Regions from separate parts of the Podarcis muralis genome. Here region 1 is linked to region 2. The links are chromatin contacts, called in public Hi-C maps. All regions are on one chromosome and are shown on one strand. The core of a region is the stretch at or near the end of the contact, and the rest is flanking DNA. Distances in the headings are between cores, read along the strand shown.

Region 1 (5,377 bases), core at 2,769-5,268, 150 kb before region 2:
CATTAAGCTTCATTTTATATAACTATTTTTATTAAGATTTTAATTATACATCTCAAAATAAACATTTTACATACTGTTAAATATCCCAACGACTTCCCTCCTTCTCCTTCCATGGTTCATTTTGTTTGTCTTTCGTTCCTGCATATTTTACTACTGTATAGTGTATGCTACTGTATACTACTGTATTTTAATCAGTTCTCCATTTTTACATCACTCAAAATTTATTACACTGTTGATTTTATCTTAATGCTGCCAGCGTTTTCAGCTTTAAGCTATCAACTACGGCTGATCTGATTATATTATCCACATTTGAATATGTAGGTTTTGATTTTATGTGAAGACAGAAAGCCTTCAGAAATAAATACATCATATACTTATTTGTATGATGTAGGCTGGCTGACTACTTTGTGCACAGTAAATATTTCTTGAGTAGCACTAGGGTATGTTGATATTGTGCAGCAATTTCTTTCCTACCCCAGTGGTCCAACTCCTCACCCTCTTGCTGGGACAAAAAACAGCGACTATTTACTAGTGGAGCAGTTGAATAACTAAGGCTGCAGAATCCTAAAACTACTTACCTGGAAATAAGCGCCATTAAATTCAAAAGGACTTACTTTTGAATAGCTTTGGCTTGGGAATGCATTGTAAAGCTATGACAAATGCCCGTCTTCCAAAGGCAGCAAAACTCAAAATTCTAATTGGTGGTATGAGAATTAAAGTCTAACTTTATATTTATACTCAGTTGTGTAACTACCTGAGTAAGTGCAGTAACTCTGTTTTCGCTAGGAAACAGAGGCGGATCATCTCCAATCTGGAAGTCGAAGTACACTGTTTTGTGTGTAAAGGTAGAAAACTCGTTGCTGAAACAAAACTTGTACGTCCCATTTCTGGATGCGGTAAAGGTGAAGCTATCGTATTGTTTCTTCATCTCTTTGTATAGCACAACGCCGTCTGGATCTTCTAAGCGGCAGTCAACATCATAGTGCCCTCCAGTGATCACCTATGGAACAAAGAAAACTGGTACTTGGAATAGTCAGCCATATCACCCTCCCTAGCAAAATATCCTTCCATAAGAAAGGGGGAAACCCATAGCATCAGGTACAATGATTAAAGGCAGTTCAGCTCCGGCATATGAAGAGTATTAAGCTATAAAGAGAGCCAAGAAAAGGGACCACTTATAACACTAATTCCCCACATAGCTATGCGTGGAAGACACCAGCGAGATGGTACCTATTTTACTGCTTTAACACCATCTCCTAAACCTTCTTTATTTGAAACATTCTCTCAGTAAAGTCAATTCGATATATGGGAATAACGGTCTAAAATTGCTCAACCCAAACAGCGGTGGGGGGATTTGCAGAAGCACAACACTGTACTACCTTGCTGAGTGGAAGGAATGAGGAAGTAGGTAGCATGGCAATCTAAAGTTGTCAAATAGGTCAGTGTTCTGTGGCTTCACAGAACTGGTGTTGCCTGATTGCATAATAAGGAATGCTCCCTTTGTTTCCATTTAACGATGAGATGATTCACCATTCAGGCTGGGTAGCAAAGAAATGTATTGCTGGACATTTTAGGTCACACCTGGTGAACATCTTTAACAGAAAACACTATTTGACATACTACCCCTGGGTTTCATTCACATGTTTCAGAAACAAAAATCTGAAACACTAGTGGGGGCAGTGGGGTTAAAGGTTAAGTACCCCTCCCCTAACTACTGATCTCTGCTGTCCACTGCTCCATCTCATTGCCAGTTTGCAGAGAAGTGGTAGCCGGAGTAATGTAGCAATCTGGCTTTAGGTTTTATATTCCAATGTCTCTGCTTGTTAAAAAAGAAAACAGGAATAGTAATACATGTTGAACTTCCTTGATTCTTTTCAAATTTCTGCCTTGGCAGCACACAAAGAAATAACTTATGGTAGCAATCTTTCCCATTAGTTTTCAGAAAGTAGTCGAAAGTGTGAAACACACCAGAACGCATACGTTCTTATTGGATTACACCCAACAATTGATGCATTTTACTGGGCCATGTGAGTAACAATTGGTTGTATATATTTTTCCGACCTATAAGTTATACTGCATTCCTTTAACCTAACTCAAACTTATTTAATATTATTCTCTTTTCTATGCACAGCATAGTGCAAGTATTGAAGGACACTAGATCTGATGGTTTGAAAGCCAAAAAATTGCTACCGTTTACTTTTGAACAGATGCAGCTGCACCAGAGAGATCCAAGGAGTCACTGTGTTCTCCAACTGAAAACTGCAACAGGCAGTTGGTGTTATATGCCCTTTACTCATGCAAGCATTTAAATAAACTTGGACCTCTCTTTTCTCTCATGAGGATCACTTTGAAACATCTCAACATGTTATCTTAGACAGTATCTGACTATTTCAATTACATCTCCCACTTTTTAAATTTCAATTGCTTAATAGTTACCTTTCAGGGCCGAGCACTCACAAATTAACATACACAGAGAAATAAAACAGAACCTTAGGCACAATATAAAACAGTGAGTGGATACAGACAGACACACGAGATATACTGAAACATCACACAAGGAAAGATATCAGTACACATTTATATTATCCTTTGAAGATTAAATGCAAGAACTGAAATAACCAAACCAAAGTTAACTGGAAAAAGAGTTCCTGAACCACCTGTTTGCATTCTACAAGCAGCAGCAGAAAGGGAAGAATTCCCTATTTGTGCCCCACCCCACCCCTCATTTGAGGAACACAGAATTGTAGAATTGGAAGGGTCCCCAAGGCTTATCTAGCCCAACTCCTTGCAATGCAGGAACCTAAACATAAAAAGCTGCAAAAAAGAAGACAAGAAGGTAGATCTCCCCGCTCCACGTTGGCTTTTCAGTGTCTGCTTTAGGGGGTAATTTTAAATCACAATATTGCCTGCCTAGGTAAAGGTAAAGGGACCCCTGACCTTTAGGTCCAGTCGTGGCCGACTCTGGGGTTGCGGCGCTCACCTCGCTTTGTTGGCCAAGGGAGCCGGCATACAGCTTCCGGGTCATGTGGCCAGCATGACTAAGCCGCTTCTGGCGAACCAGAGCAGCGCACGGAAACACCGTTTACCTTCCCGCCAGAGTGGTACCTAATTATCTACTTGCACTTTGATGTGCTTTCAAACTGCTAGGTTGGCAGGAGCAGGGACTGAGCAATGGGAGCTTGCCCCGTTGCGGGGATTCGAACCGCCGACCTTCTGATTGGCAAGTCCTAGGCTTCTGTGGTTTAACCCACAGCGCCACGCGCGCCTGCCTCTAATTACACCAAAGCACTTACAGTGGTACCTCAGGTTACAGACGCTTCAGGTTACAGACCCAGAAATAGTGCTTCAGGTTAAGAACTTTGTTTCAGGATGAGAACAGAAATCTGCTCCAGCAGCACGAGGCACCGTTAGCTAAAGTGGTGCTTCAGGTTAAGAACAGTTTCAGGTTAAGAACGGACCTCCGGAACGAATTAAGTACTTAACCTGAGGTATTCTAGAATAACCCAAAGGCAGGCAACTAAAAGACAGCTCTCACAAGAAACAAGGGCCTGTCTGGCGTGCGAGGCGCCCTTACCTGGAACTCCAGGGTACACTTGGTGCCCTGCACGATCTCCTCATAGAAGCACTGCTTGGCGTTATCTGGCAACTCGAAGGTGATCTCCGAGGCGCGGACAGACCAGCCCAGGTTGAGCAGCAGCAGCAGCAGCAGCGCCGCAGCCGGCAACCTCAGGGAGGCTCCGGGGCCCTGCCAGCTCCTCAGCAACATCTCTCGGCCGCAAGCGCTGAAGGGTGAACTGAAAAGCGAAAAGCGAGAAAGGAAAGTGAGATCAAAGCGTCGGCTTCGCCCGAGGCCTAGCGAAGGTGGGCGTCGCACCCCAACCTCACCTGCGAAGGGAGCCGGATGTAAGCCGGTTCCCACCTGCGGCGTGGCCGAAGGAAAAAAAAAAAGGAGGGGAACGAAGCGGAGCCGACGACCCGGAAGTGACCGGGCTCCGGCAGCAGAAACTTCCGGGTGAGTTGTCAATTGTAGACGTGGTGTTCTTTGAAGGGAGAAGGGGGAGGGGGCGGGGACTAGGCAAAAGAGGCGGGCGGGGCTTGAGGGAGCTAGGAGAGCTAGAACGAGTCCACGCCAGCCGCGAGACGTTCTTATTGGCGCTTTCCAGGCGAGGCGCTGATTGGATGTTGCCGGGTGACGGCCGATAGGGCGGGTGAGGGAGTTTTCTGGGAAGCGGGAAAGAGGCGGCGGCGGCGGCGGCCTGTGCTCAGTTGAGGTGGAGAAAGAGGCGCCGAAGGGCGGCGTGTGGAAGTCGCACCCCTCACTCTGGATGTGTGTAAACGCTTTTTTCTTCGCTGGCAGATACACCTAAACACATATAATCAGTGAGTAAGTCCCATTGAACTCACTGGGTGTTTGTTGACTTATGTATGTACTTAAAATAATTTTATTTTACCTCAGCGTTCATTCGTTTTCTGCATTTATACCCCACCTTTTTCTCCAAGGAGTTCACATGGTTCATTTTTTTAAAAGTATATGCTGACATTCAAAAGATGTCTGTCCACACAGTGACTTACAATCAATGTTTTTTATATAAAACTTTATTTTTTAAAAACCATTGCACTAATAACAGCAATGAAAAATTAAATCCTTTAAACTAAGTTCAGTTAGCCAACCCTTGCAATAAAATAGGGTCACTACCCCTCATTATTCAAATCGCTGATGTGAAGATAAAACACTAGATAAAAAAATAATTTTCCCCGTTCTAAAAAAAAACCACCCAACCCCGTAGGTTTTTATTAGATTGCAATTGCTGACATAAGTGTCCTTGACGAAGATGAAAAGTGATACTCTTATTTCCTCTGAATACCCAAGGGACTAATTTTGAAGTTGCTGCCACCTCTTGGGGAAAAGCCACAGTGTTTATAAGCTTCCTGTCTAGTTCTATAACGCTCTCTGATTTCTGAAGCATTGAGAACAAATCAGCAGACCTTAAAACCACTGGAGGAAACTCTTGATTCAAAAGCTTACTGCATTGTTACTCTGCTGCTCATGATTTAATAATACGAGGAGCACAGACTGCTTGTTGCTTGGTTAGGTTATCCAGACATTTTTTCTGCTAAGCATCTCTCTTAAAGAATAAGCAGATGATCCATTTTTTTATCTACAAACGGTAAGAATTTAGTGTGATGAAGTAACTCACTTGGTTAACCTGCAAGTATAGTTAATTTCCAATTAAAAAACCATACTACTGGGCTTTGCCAATTAATTTAAATCACCTGGGGGGAAGGCAAACCTTTACTGAATAAAGCAGTCTTTTACTCTATACCTGAGCGGGGGGGGGGGGTGAAATTCCACCAGGATGGCCACCATATTCTACCT
Region 2 (5,244 bases), core at 199-2,698:
TCAACAACAAATTGCCGCTGCTTTTTGTGTTGAATATGTGCTATATGGTAATTTATGAACCTAATAGGTATCTAAAGCCATTTGCAGATAACAGAATATGTGTTTTATCAAAGTAATTGATATAGAAATGAGAAAACCAGTGATATTTTAGGGAGCAGGCGAGCAGGCGGGGCCCATTACTTATACCATAGGAGCCTACACAACACAAAACATTGTTGCTGTATGTAGGTTTTAGTTTATTTGTTTTTTATCTTATATTTTGGAAATATCGTCACCTTTAAGGAAAGCTGTCTAAAGCTGTTTCGTCATTAAAAAGTCCCTGCAATTACCCCAAAATGCAAAACGGGCGAGGTCCCAACTAAAGAAGAATGGCAACAACTTTAGTTGACAGAACGTGCACAACTTGCAGATTTAACACACAGAACAAAAAGAACATACATTTAAAGAAGATTGGAAAAGGTTTATTGAATATATGGGAAATAATTGTGTACAGCTGAAAACGCTGGAAGCGTTAAGATAAATTCAACAGTGTAGACAAGTTTGGATGGGTGCAATAATGGAATAGTTTATTTGTAAAATATGAGGGGTTTATGATATGCAAAATGAACCATGGAAAGAGAAGAAGGGAAGTAATTGGTATCTTAAAGATGTAAAATGAGTGTTTTAAATTGTAAAACAGAAAACTTAATAAAATTATATACAAAAAGAAATGAAAATATATAGTTAGAATGGATAGAAGTCCCTGCAATTAACTGAGCTTTCTGACTATAAAGAGGGAGAAGCCAGATACATTGTTCTCTGAAGTGAGGTGGGATGAGAGGAAGAAGGGCTTATACACACAAGGAGAAGCAGCCTTTAACAAATCCTGGAAGATTTTTGTTTTGGTGCAGAGGAACGGGGACAGGAAAGCACATTGGCCCAATTCCAGCTCCTGATTTATTCAGCTTATTTCCATGACCTCCATTCCTGATTGGTAAAAAACTTGACCTGAAAGAAACCCTGTGTGTGTAATCTCCAAATATATATTTTATAATATATTCTTAGCCAAACATATATTTTATTTTATTCTAAGCCAAATTAACTGCAGGCGTGAGAGCCTCTCTGAGGCGGCCTTGGGGGTCTCTCTCACCAAGCCCCCACCCCCTTGAGGAGATTAGTATATAGCATATATAGTATCTAGATCTCCTCAAGGGTTGGGGGCTTGGTGGGAGAGACCCCCAAGGCAGCCTCAGAGAGGCTCTCACGCCTGCAGCTAATTTGCCTAAGAATAAAAGCAGCCGCCATATCTCCTCATATTCTTTTTTTTAATCTCAGCTAGATTTCTGGTGCAATTCAGGCCAGGCTCCGCCTCCTTCCTGAGTCCTCTATGTTGGGTGGGGCTGATGGGAGTTGTAGTCCAATATAGTTGGAGGGCTTCGGATTAGGGAAGACAGGCTCAGACTTACACATCAGGGGTAGAAACCAAAAGCTTATCCTTATTGCAGTACCCCAAAAACCTGGTGTCTTTCAGCAGTCGTCTTCTGCACGGGCCAGGGAGGTGGTGGGTGAGGTTAGAATTAGTACTGAGGATTGTTGGTGGCTTGGCTAGAAAGCCAAGTGAACATTTGTAGACCTTTATAGTACACAGTGGTACCTCGGGTTACAGATGCTTCAGGTTACAGATGCTTCAGGTTACAAACTCCACTAACCCAGAAATAGTGCCTCGGGTTAAGAACTTTGCTTCAGGATGAGAACAGAAATTGTGTGGTGGCAGTGGGAGGCCCCATTAGCTAAAATGGTGCTTCAGGTTAAGAATGGACCTCCGGAAAGAATTAGGTTCTTAACCCGAGGTACCACTGTACTGGCTTCAATACCTTTTAATATACAGTAGTACCTCAAGTTACAGACGCTTCAGGGTACAGACTCTGCTAACCCAGAAATAGTACCTCAGGTTAAGAACTTTGCTTCAGGATGTGAACAGAAATCGTGCTCTGGTGGCGCGGCAGCAGCAGGAGGCCCCATTAGCTAAAGTGGTGCTTCAGGTTAAGAACAGTTTCAGGTTAAGAACAGACCTCCGGAACGAATTAAGTTCTTAACCCGAGGTACCACTGTATCTCTAATGTATTCTTGTCACTGGCTTTCTGATAATTCTGTTAGTTTGTTTGCCCACAGCCAGCAGAGCTTTGTGACACGTTAAACACTTACAAATGTATTATTACGGCATATGCATCTGATGTAGTTTCCTGTCGCAACAAATTTGTTAGGTTTCTTTTTTTAATGTGCCACGAGGCTGTTTGTCATTCTTGCTGATAATGTTATTAGATTAAGTAGCCCTCAAATTGTCCTAATCTGCCGTTGTTTTTTTTTAAACATTTTCGTTGTGCCTTCTGAAGCTTTAGAAGTACTCTTGCAGGAATTAACATGTGGAGATGAAGTATATCCGTGGGATTTTTTGAAGGGCCAGGGGAGTAATGTAAGAAAGAATGAATAATAAAAAATCTGGGTTCAGTTACTATGGGAGAGAAAGGGTTCTGTATCTAGGTTAATGTGCCCTATAAAATGTCTCGTTGCTGCCATCTTTGAAAATCTTTAGCTGCCTAAAGTCTGGCACATGCCTCACCTGTATACATTGTAAACCTCCCATTTTAGGTTTTGCGTACCTTTGACAATGGAAGGTTCCTCAGAAGGAAATGGTCCAGCAGGAGAACAATCTGCGGCTGCGGGGCTGGTAGGAGCAATTAGCACTTGCACTAAAGAGCAAAAACAACAGGTAGGATATCTGAGTGCACACATATTATTTATTTCTATATTTCAAAAGGTGTCTTCTTTTCTAAATTACACTATAGAAAATGAAATTTTAAGTTGATCCACGCTGTGGTTTTTATATTGTATTTTGTGTGTGTGTGTGTGTGTGTGCGAACTGCCCTGAGGATGAATGGTGGTATACAAATTTAGTAAATAACAATAAAATAAAAGTTTACATTTTCCAACCAGGGGGTTCCTCCCGTTAGAAATCTGTCTGGAACCTTAGTATTGATACAAATGTATAACATGCCTAGATCTCTCTTAGGTTTGGATCCCCCAACCTAGCTATTTAGCAGCTCCAATATTCCTAAGTGCTGCAAGATGCCCATATTTTCAACCATCTTTCTACTGACAAGGGTCCTTATGGGACAAAGGAAATAGAGGATAGACTTTATGCTGTCAATAAAGTGATGTGTACTTTTCTTCATCATCTTAATGGGAGGGGGGGGATATATAGCTCAGAGACAATGTGTCACAGCTTCAGACAGTAAGTACTAGGCTGTTGATTATTTATTGCATTTATTTGAGTTGCATTTTGTAAAAGGGCAACTAATAAGTTTGATTAATATGAATAATTAATAATAATGTTTTCCCATAGCAGGAATTCTCTGGACGTCTCACAAAGGAAAAACAACATTTAAAAACAGTATAAACACAAAAAACTATAACAAATTAATTTTAAAAAACCACTGAAGCACAATTCAAAACTCATTTTAAGGCTGAGAGATTGAGATTATAAAGAGTTAATTAAAGAATAGATAACTCTTCACCTGGTGCTGGAAATTTCATAAAGATGGTGCCAGGCAGTGCTTTTTTTCTAAAAAAATGTTTAGGGGTATTCTCATTTTGACTTAAGAAAATGACCATTTTATTGTTCAAATCGGGAAAAATAAGTACAGTAAATGGACAAAAGTACAAAGATTCACAAAATGTTTAGGGGTATGTGTACCCCTGCGTCCCCCCAGAAAAAAAGCACTGGTGCCAGTAGAACCTCTCTGAGAAGGCTGCTTTGAAATTGGAATACCACCAATATCTTCTCCTGTTTCCAGTAGAGGTTGGCATGGTGTTGGAGCCAATACAGCTTGCCTGCCAGTACATCCTTATTGCTACAATGACCAGGTTCACATGTTTAGGCAGCCTTGCTGCTGCCTCACCCCTCCCAGAAAGCCACAGCCATACGGGTGTCAGGTTAGATAAGCAGTACTCCACTGACCACTACTGACCACCCCTCTTCCTGTCAGGAGCTCAGCCTACACTCGAGTAGGACCCTGGCAGAGACACATGTCTGACTGGCATGTTCCCTCCCTCCTGGTCGATCGTTCGGGAGCTTCAAAAGCTTTCTTCTGCCCGAACATCACAGCGACCAATGCCAACCGACACCGGCACACTTAGGGATCCACAGAGCTTGCACATTTCGTGTGACAGACCTCAGCAACTCAGCATTTTGGCTAATCTACTTTATTTACATATAAACACACACGGAGCACTGCAACATGGTTCCCTCTCTCTCTAGCATCAGACAGCAAAGAGAAAAAGAACAAAGGACAATAGTCCCACTTCACAGAACACAGTAACACAAACATCCTGTCTCTGTCACTTCCCACTCTGTGGAGTCAAAGCATATACCGTCATGTGAAAGACAAAAATCCCATGACTGCAATCATGGAGCAGGAATTCTAACGCTTCCTTCCACATGGGACAGGTTCACACTTTTAGTGTTATGTACGTGAGCTGGAAGAACTCCAAGCAAAGCTTTGGATTCATGCCTCTCCCCCTCCTCCTCTTCCTGTGCTACCAGAAGGACTTTGCCAGAATGTTTAAGATTCACTTCCCCCTAATTTTGGCTTGCTGTTGTGTATGAATCAGAAGTTGAACTATTGTAGCTGTCACAAAGAGTTGGGGGGTCAAATGATAGAAAACTGAAATGTTTGTTTGACCTTTTGCTACACCCCAAGGCCCCAGTGTTCCTTCCTGCCTCCTTTTCTGAATGGACCATCAGAGATGACCTTCGTTTCATCCCAGCCAACATCCGGATGCAGTTTAGGCCTCTGTTCATTTTACAGGCAAATACTGTATCTATAAATGCAGTCCTGTGCTCGGGGCCTTCAGTTGGAGTTACCTGGTGAGGCGCAATGCTATTCATCTGCCATGAGAGCAGCAGAAAAGACTGGTAATTTTAGACTCCACTATTTCTGAAGCACATAAGAAACATTCACTGCCTATGTCAGTAGTTAGAAGCAAGTTCCGAAGTCAGAACAAACTTTTCTTGTTTTTGTAAGTTGGCTTCAATACCATGTTGTGTATAATTGGTTTATAAATCAAATTCGGAGGTTTAAGTGCAGCTGGTGTGGTTCGATAGAGTGGGATTCCAGTATCTCACCCCCTGTCCTGATCTTCAGCCTCTTAACCAAACTATGGTAAAGTTCTATGGCTCTATATGGTAGCAGTTAATAATCCATT

The links. A called contact is a pair of places that touch in the nucleus more often than the background predicts.
Region 1: a contact with region 2 is called in a Hi-C map of blood, with 6 times the contacts expected there. The contact joins the promoter of TMED7 here to the promoter of ARL14EPL in region 2. A contact is called at or near these places in 2 of 3 Hi-C or Micro-C datasets (blood and tail).

What each region holds. Positions count from the first base shown.
Region 1 is chr11:23,134,429-23,139,805 of rPodMur119.hap1.1, reverse strand. It overlaps TMED7 (transmembrane p24 trafficking protein 7), which reads right to left and starts at 4,018. Exons shown (of 4, transcript XM_028748676.2): 1 at 3,886-4,018; 2 at 3,575-3,794; 3 at 755-1,000. The coding sequence starts at 3,766.
Region 2 is chr11:22,981,501-22,986,744 of rPodMur119.hap1.1, reverse strand. It overlaps ARL14EPL (ARF like GTPase 14 effector protein like), which reads left to right and starts at 1,448. Exons shown (of 5, transcript XM_077936118.1): 1 at 1,448-1,549; 2 at 2,629-2,749. The coding sequence starts at 2,648.